Regions from separate parts of the Mus musculus genome. Here regions 1 and 2 are each linked to region 3. A link is a contact called in public HiCAR-type and HiChIP or PLAC-seq data. All regions are on one chromosome and are shown on one strand. Each heading gives the region's core, a stretch centred on a gene start, on an enhancer-like site or on the middle of the called end of the contact. The rest is flanking DNA. Distances are from core to core; before and after follow the strand shown. Region 1 holds the start of C920006O11Rik (RIKEN cDNA C920006O11 gene). Region 2 holds the start of Cilk1 (ciliogenesis associated kinase 1). Region 3 holds the start of Scg3 (secretogranin III).

Evidence for each region. HiCAR-type assays count read pairs that join an accessible place to other places. HiChIP or PLAC-seq counts read pairs in DNA pulled down with a chosen protein or histone mark.
Region 1: a HiCAR-type map of astrocytes shows a contact between it and region 3, with 3 times the contacts expected there. The contact joins the promoter of C920006O11Rik here to the promoter of Scg3 in region 3. A contact is called at or near these places in 1 of 39 promoter capture datasets (hippocampal neurons) and 1 of 115 datasets of contacts at active chromatin or transcription factors (astrocytes).
Region 2: a contact with region 3 is called in an H3K4me3 HiChIP or PLAC-seq map of embryonic forebrain, with 13 times the contacts expected there. The contact joins the promoter of Cilk1 here to the promoter of Scg3 in region 3. A contact is called at or near these places in 1 of 39 promoter capture datasets (hippocampal neurons) and 3 of 115 datasets of contacts at active chromatin or transcription factors (astrocytes, embryonic forebrain and forebrain).

Annotation. Positions count from the first base shown.
Region 1 is chr9:78,174,550-78,177,249 of GRCm38.p6, forward strand. C920006O11Rik (RIKEN cDNA C920006O11 gene) reads left to right here and starts at 1,365. Exons shown (of 4, transcript NR_040401.1): 1 at 1,365-1,486; 2 at 2,022-2,193; 3 at 2,450-2,544. Rn7sk (RNA, 7SK, nuclear) reads right to left here and starts at 1,084; the gene lies at 753-1,084.
Region 2 is chr9:78,111,930-78,114,629 of GRCm38.p6, forward strand. Cilk1 (ciliogenesis associated kinase 1) reads left to right here and starts at 1,309. Exons shown (of 14, transcript NM_019987.2): 1 at 1,309-1,526.
Region 3 is chr9:75,682,721-75,685,420 of GRCm38.p6, forward strand. It overlaps Scg3 (secretogranin III), which reads right to left and starts at 1,336. Exons shown (of 12, transcript NM_009130.3): 1 at 915-1,336; 2 at 218-270. The coding sequence starts at 1,005.

The DNA.
Region 1 (2,700 bases), core at 115-2,614, 2.5 Mb after region 3:
TTCGAGTGTAATAGCATTTGTCCTAATAACATTTTTTTAAATAAATAAATTTAAGCAGGGACTGGTAAATAGGCTCATGCTCTTATTTCCAGAGTTTGGGAGGCAGGCAGATCTCTAAATTCAATGCTACCCTGGTCTACAGAGAAAGTCCCTGAACAGCTAGGGCCACACAGAGGAAACCTGAAACAAACAAACAAGTAACTAAATAAATGTTTAAAACAAGAGAGAGAGAGAGAGAGAGAGAGAGGAAGGAAGAAGGAAGGAAGGAAGGAAGGAAGGAAGGAAGGAAGGAAGGAAGAAAGAGAGAGGTGGGGTAGAACTGTTCCCAGACAGAATCTTTGTTACGACTGCTTGGAACCTTCACCTGAACTCATATTCTCTCTCTCTCTCTCACACACACACCTTTTAAACATATTTACATCTCTATTTACATCTATTAACATAACAGAATTTTTAAAGATTTAAAAAATTTTTAATTAAAAAAAAATTTTTTTCCTGTCTCTAGCTGCATAGTCGGCCATCAGTGGAAAGAGAGGCCCTTTGGTCGTGCAAACTTTATATGCCTCAGTACAGGGGAATGACAGGGCCAAGAAGTGGGAGTGGGTGGGAAAGCGTGTGGGGGACTTTTGGGATAGGATAGCATTGGAAATGTAAATGAAATAAATACCCAATTAAAAAAATAAAAATATATATTTTTTTTAAGTTAAAGAATAAAATAAAGTTTTAAACGAAAATTAAATTGCAGGAACTACAAAAGAAAGGCAGACTGCCACATGCAGCGCCTCATTTGGATGTGTCTGGAGTCTTGGAAGCTTGACTACCCTACGTTCTCCTACAATGGACCTTGAGAGCTTGTTTGGAGGTTCTAGCAGGGGAGCGCAGCTACTCGTATACCCTTGACCGAAGACCGGTCCTCCTCTATTCGGGGAAGGTCGTCCTCTTCGACCGAGCGCGCAGCTTCGGGAGGGACGCACATGGAGCGGTGAGGGAGGAAGGGGACACCCGCCTAGCCAGCCAGATCAGCCGAATCAACCCTGGCGATCAATGGGGTGACAGATGTCGCAGCCAGATCGCCCTCACATCCGAGAGTAAGCAGGCTCTTGGTAGGTATATAAGGCCATAGAATTTTGTAACTTTACACATGTGGTGACCTTATGTAGCCGACTGTACTTGATATTATAACAAATCCTGAATCCGTTTTAGGGTTAAATAATCCTTTTTATACTCGCTTCGTTCTAAGTTTAAATTAAAATACTTAAATTTAGGATGTTTTTACTGTTAACCAAAATGCTTTGGGGCTATGCAAAATACAACAGTTTGGATTGGTTAAACCTTCCGAAGCCCCGCCCCCGACGGCCATGTCTATTCTACGGCCCGGCTCTGCTCCTGGCCCAGGCGCCCGTGTCCGGTGCGGTCCCATACGAGATGGGTTCTCTGCCTTCGGTGCGTGTCGGCGCCTCTGCCAAGGCGGAGCGGACGGCGAAAGGTAGACCCAGCGCATCTCCAGCTTCACGAGACTCACGCGGCCTTCCGTGGGCCGTAATCGTCTGTCTCCCTCTGTGGCCGAAGTGACACACCGAAGCGAGTAAAAAGCTAATTCCTAGAACAGTGTGATGCACCCGGCCCTCCGTTGGCTTCCCGTGCCCTTTGTAGCTAAATTTGGAAAATCCTGAGTTTCTCAAAGTCCAAGAACTTTATAATGTGCACTGCTAGGCTAATACCTTTACAACGAATGCCCCCCAGCTTCCCTGAATCGGAATGTGAAAGTGACACACTGAAAACCAAGGCTAAGGGTTCTGTCCTTTCTTTCACGTGTTAAAATGGTGGCATCTTTTTAATGCGCGAGGGAAAACGCAACAACAATAATAAAACACTCCTCCCAAATCCTGAACATTCAGTTATGTCCAGAAAATTGGGATGAAGATAGGACTTTGCTTTACCGCTCTGTACTGCGTTCGGGTTTTTTGTTTGTTCGGTTTGTTGTTTGGTTTTTGGTTTAGTTTGGTTCGTTTGTTTTCCAGAAAGGCCGAAAGCCATCGTGACGTCGAGGCACAAGCTCCACTGTCCTAACAGTAGAGGTCGCATGGAGTTCGTGAGACGGGCATTAGCTGCCGCTGGAGCTGTACCCAGCCCACCGTATTTTCACAAATTAGCCAGACAATACGCCTTCTCTTCGCATCACTACTGGTCCGGGTCAGCCATAAGATCCTTCCTGTTAGGGACTTTTCTTTGAACTAAGATGTAATTAACGGGATTCATTACCCCTTTTAAGTTACCCTTGGTTTCTACGAGGGATAACAGGTAATAAGGACAAAGGGAAGTAATGTAAATTTTGTCAGTTTTATTGATTATACACCCTCTAGGTGAATTTTCTGTACCTGCGTTGCACGGTTGGAAGCCTTGTTTCCTGGCCTGCGAGTGCAAGTTTTGCTTTTGTTCTATTCTTCAGCTTCCTGTGGAGATTTTCAGATACAAGCAAACAAAACATTGCATAACTCTGTGTGCAGCCCTTACCCGGATGTGTGCAGCTTTAGGGTGTGCTTGGTATGTCTCCTGCCTCCTCTTGGTTTGTGGGAGTCTTTCCTCCTAACATAGTTTCATATGGGAGTGCCACGATTTGGTATTTATTTCCAACGGGTAAAGGTTATCACACCCACCAAAAAATCTGCAAGGCTTTATCCTCAAAGCAGTCTGTCTCAT
Region 2 (2,700 bases), core at 59-2,558, 2.4 Mb after region 3:
GGTTTCTTCAACAGTGGAGCAAAAGGAGTGATCTGAGCTTTGCTAGATTCAGGGGCTGAGAAAAACTGCCTGCAGTCCTCAGGATTCAGAGGCAAATAATGAAAGGAAAACGACATGACAAGTGTGTGTGGGGGGGCACTCGGTCTTATTTGTTAGACCAGCTCTCCTGTAGCTCATGTTGGCGCTTCTGCTTCCACTGTCACACGCAGGGGCTGCGGATGTGTAACTCCATCAAGCATGGCTGGGAAGAGTTAAATTCAAAAAGAGTTAAATTCAAAAGAGTTACTGATTTATTGGTCAAAATAGTGTTATTTAGAAAGATGTGGGTCTCCAGACCAGCAGCATCTGCCCCAAGAACTTCTGGTGTGGGGCCTAGCAATTTGTTTTTACTAGCCTTTTGGGTTACCACCCTGTGGAACGATAGAGTCCAGAGCCGGGTGGTAATTTGTTTTTTTTTTTTTTCAAAATGCTTCAAAGCTATCCTTTAAGATGATTTAAGGTGGGTCCCACAATAGTATATATGTATGTAGGTATGACTTATTTTAGAGAGGTTTGAGACTTGGTCTCATTACATAGTCCTAGCTGTCCTTGAATTCACTATGTAGACCAGGCTGTCCCAGAACTCACATAGATTCACTGCATCTGCCTCCTAAGTGCTGTGATTAAAGGTGTACACCACCACTCAGGCTTTACAATATAATTTATGTTGTGAGTTTGTTCTAGTGGTTCTCTGCCTTCCTAATACAGTTCCTCATGTTGTGGTAATCACCAACTTTAAAATTATTTTTGTTGCTACTTCATAACTGTAATTTTGCTACTGTTATGAATCATAATGTAAATATCTGTGTCTTCTGATGGTCTTAGGCCACCTTTGAATCCCCAAAAGGGTTAACCACAGGTTGAGAACCTCTGCAAACAGTGTTAGATTTCCTACCACTGCATAGAAAGGAGTGTTGCATCTCCTTGGTTTCTCACTTCGGAAGCTATCCATTCAGTCTTTCAAACTTACGTTGCAATAATGCTGAAATCATTTTTTCTACTGTGGTTAAATACAGACGCCAAAATGTGTTGTTTTAAAACATTGTGACTGTGCAGTTTAGTCGCATTGATTTACATTCAGGCAGGAAACTTTTTTTTTTAAGCGGGGGCTTCCCTTATTTGAGTATTTTGGGGTCAATCAGCCTGTCAGTGGCAAGTCTGCGGCTCCCCCGGGTGGGTTCGCCGCAGCCCAGAAGCTCAACGCTGCCCTCTGCCGAGCATCCGGGAGATGGCGGTGGTGCAGGGCCGCGCGGGGCCAGCGAGGGGAGCTGCAGGGCAGCTTTTCCAGGGAAAGCGGCTGGTCGTCCCCACTAGAAGCCACTCTGCCTTTTGTTTGTTTTGCTGCCGGAGGCCGCGGAGCGGCGGGTTCCTGCTGGATGCCACGCGCTGACGGGTGTGGACTTGCCGGGTTCGCCCGCTCGGATCCCACTGCCCTTGCCTGCCGGGCCCTCTCGGGTGCACGCGCCGCCGGGCCGCGATCGCCGCCAGTAAGTGGGGCTGGGGCTAGGGCTGGAGGGCTGCACTGCGACCTGTCGCTGGGTGCTGGGCGGTACCGGCTGACCCGAGCGAACTCATGGCCGGGAATGAGGGGCTGTGGCTTCTCAGTGGACCCGCCACGGTCTTGCGGGTCTCCTTTGCCGAGAAAACTCCCGAGCCCGGGGCTTTTGATGGGTGTGTTTATCTTTCAGTCTGAAGGAGCGGAGCACCCTGGCCGACTTGAAACCTCTTGCGGGTGGGTTTGTGGGTGGATGGGTGCTGAGGACTTGGGATTATCATTTGCCTAACTAGGCCCTTGTCCGTCCCACCCGGGTCTGAGCAGCACACTTGCTCGCAACCATTTTACTCAAGATTATCTTTTACTCCGGCTTCTTTCTTTCCACTCAAACCAGATGTTTGGAGGAGGATGTTGAAAGATTTTTTTTTTTTCAGAGAACAACGTTTATTTTTTATTGTTAACCTTTTAAAAGTTTGATACTAGCATGCATGGCTTGTACAGGAGGTAAAATTAATGCATCTTTCTGCAGAGGAATGTATTCATTTCCATTTATTACTAAGGAATGGCTTTTACTAAGTCTGAGGGAGATTCCACCCTGGATTTTGCCCACCTGACTGATATCTGAGCTAGCAAGACTGTTTGTTTGTTTGTTTTATAATTTTGAGCCCAGCACTCTTTGTATTGAGAGGAGTTTGATAGTTAACAGTTTTCATTTCACCCATTTCCTGGTGAGTCGGGGCTTCCAGGTGTGTCTCAATAATGAATGGAGCTGCATATGAAATTCTTAAAGAGCTTTAAATCAGTGTAGTTGACATATAAATTATTTGCAAGACCTGTGCCTTGACTCTGTGCGTAACTGTTACAGTAGCTAATGTATGCATAAATACGCACATCTGAAATAGTTTCTGAACAATTTGGTAGATTCTTTAAGGCCCTCTACGAGCCTGGACTTGGAGAACACTGTAAGTCAGAGTAGAACCAAGGACAGTGCTGGGAGTGTTTAACTTAGGATGACATCCCATGGACCCCCTGCCTCTGGGGTGCAGCCTTCCAGTGTCCACACACACACACACACACACACACACACACACACACACACACTTTTCTGCTCTTTCCTTTCCACTTTGCCTTGTCCCTTTTTTCAGTCACACTGGTAACTGAGTGGG
Region 3 (2,700 bases), core at 86-2,585:
TCATCATGCCTCAGCCCATGTGCTATAAGAACTCAGTGCACTAATTGTGAGAACACAGAATTAGTGGAACCAGATTTATCATCTTAGTTTTTGTCAATTTATTATTAATGTCTTGGAGTTTATAAATGTAAAATGGCTAAAATATCACAAGGAAACTACAGTAAGTGACAACAGTGAATAAGATAACATAGGAGTTATAATTTTACATCTGACCTACCTGTTCATTCAAAGGTCTTTCTGCACTTAATTCTCTATTATGCAGGGATTTGTCTAGAATAAATACACATAAATATAAATTTAATTGTGCATTTGGGTGGTCAAATATGTTTCCTATTAAAATAAAAAACACAATGAAAAAAGATTTTTTGGAGAAATAATTCTGAATGTTATAAAATAAAATTTATAGTAGCAAAGATTATCAATTGTATACATGGTGAGTTCCAAAGTTGGTATGCTTATTATATTATTGCATATCCTGAATTAAATGCAATCACACTTTTATTTTCTGATCAGAAATTTAACATATAGTTCTAATTCTTAGCTTATTAGCTCTTTTCAATTGGAAACATACTATTTGGATTATCATTGCTGGTACATTAAAAGAGATCATCATATCCTGCATGTGTAATGAGCAAAAAAAAAAAAAAAAAATCCTAGCCACTTTAAGCACAGGTACTCGCTCCCCTTTTCAAAATAAGACCATGTTATCGCTCTATTATTTTAAAAGTAAAGGAGAAAGAAAAATCCATCTTCGTTCTCTGAAGTCAAAACCGTGTATATTCTGTCAATATGCACGATACGAGATCTGCTGAGAAAAACTAGGCAGGGCGATTTAGAGCTCACGGGTCACATCAAGCTTTATCTTGGCTGGGCCAAATGAAAGAGAACTCTAAAGCAGAGCAATGTCCACATACCTTGGCTGCCTTCGGGTTTGGGGAAAGCTTGAATTGGGCCGCTGTTGAGCACCAACACCAGTATCCAAGAGCCGGTCCAAAGGAACCCCATTCTTTCTTGCTCTTCTGTGCTTTGCTGGAAAGAGCTTGGCGCTGGGCCCCTGAGCTGTAGCTTTTGTTATGAATGAGAAGGGGAGTTAAGAAGCTGGAAGGGACAGGAGCCTGGGTGCGGGAAGGGAGAGGGTCTGGGCGCCTCCGGCGCAGTTGCTCCGGGCTGGAAGGAGGATGCAGGCTCTTCTGGCGCCCAGAGCAGGTGAGCAGGTGCGGTAGGCGCTGTCCGCCCCGCGGGTGCTGAAGTTCCTGCGCCGCCAGCGGACGCGGGCCTGGGCGTAGCTTTACTCCACTAGCTCCAGGAGAGGAAATGAGGAGGAGGCGCATGCTCCATGCAAACCAGAGGCGTGAGGATGGCGTCAGCGACCCAGCGCTACTCCAATCCCGCGGGAACGGAGCGGGGGAGGGGAGACAGGCTTGCTCGCGTATTTTCCTTGCCGCAGTCTTGGGTATGTTTCTACGTCGGAGTCGGGCCGGATTGCAGGATTGCTGGACGATAGGCATGGTTGCTGTACCTCAAGGGTTAAATGCCCTCTCTACCCGTGAACTTGTCAAGGAGACATGGGTAATCTTTGTCTAATTTTGATTGTTATTCTTCTGCAGTCTCTACTCCAAAATCCCTTCCTGCTATACTCAAAATTCTGTTATACCTTTATATTCTACTATAATCAAAATTCTGTTATAAACAAAAGATATAATTCTATCAAACCTTATAAAGACCTGCCTTTATTGATCTGTGTTGACAGTCTTTTGATGCTCTTGCATCTCAGCTCCACAGGAGCCTTTTGATTAGGAAAGCGCACGAATATTATTTCAAATACATTGTGCATAAAACTTCACTCTCACATAGTTAGAGAAGGAAACAAAACAAAACAAAACAAAACAACCCGTTTGTCCCTCTTGGAGCGAGAGTCCTCACCAGAAATATTCAGTTTTGTTCTCTTTCTTCTAACCAAGTAGGAAAAATAGTGTGCTTTTGTGACATTCTTCCCCGGGTCTAATTTATACCTGAGGATCTTGATGTTCTGAGAGTCTTTCAAGAAAAGGGAAAGCCATGAAAAATACTCCTCTCCTCATAAGCAAGTCAGAGGGGTGCTTCCTATAATCCGAGAATATCCTGGAAGACTGAGGTCATTGCATACAATTTACTATCCAAAGACTTTTAAGTGGTGAATGCGAGTAGCATAATGTGAGCGGGGTGCTGAGCAAGCTCTTTAGTCTGATTTTTAAGCAGAACTTGGATCTTTCCCTTTCAACTGCAGCCTGCTGAGAACCCAGCTGAAGAATGGCCACAAAGAAGGATCCAGCACAATCAGGCCTTTGATTTCTGGCTCCTCCCTCTCATGGACCAAGTTACTTATTTAAATACATGAAAACAAACAAACAAACAAACCCACTGACAAACAGATTTCCCTTTCTGGAGGTTTTGAGTTTAATAGTCATGCAAGTATTTCAGTTAAGAATCTAAAAGTCCTTTTGTTTCCATGTGAATCTTTTTTAAAAATTGATACATTAAAATCTGTTACAGAGTACTTCAAATCTAGCAGTTACTTCAAAACGAATAGATCTTTCTCAATGGTGGGTAGCACAGTATCATTATCCTGGTATGCTGCAGTCTTAAAAATTAACTCATGGGCTAGAGCAATGGTTCATTGGGTTTGCAGAGGACCCAGAACCTACATAAATGTAGCTCACA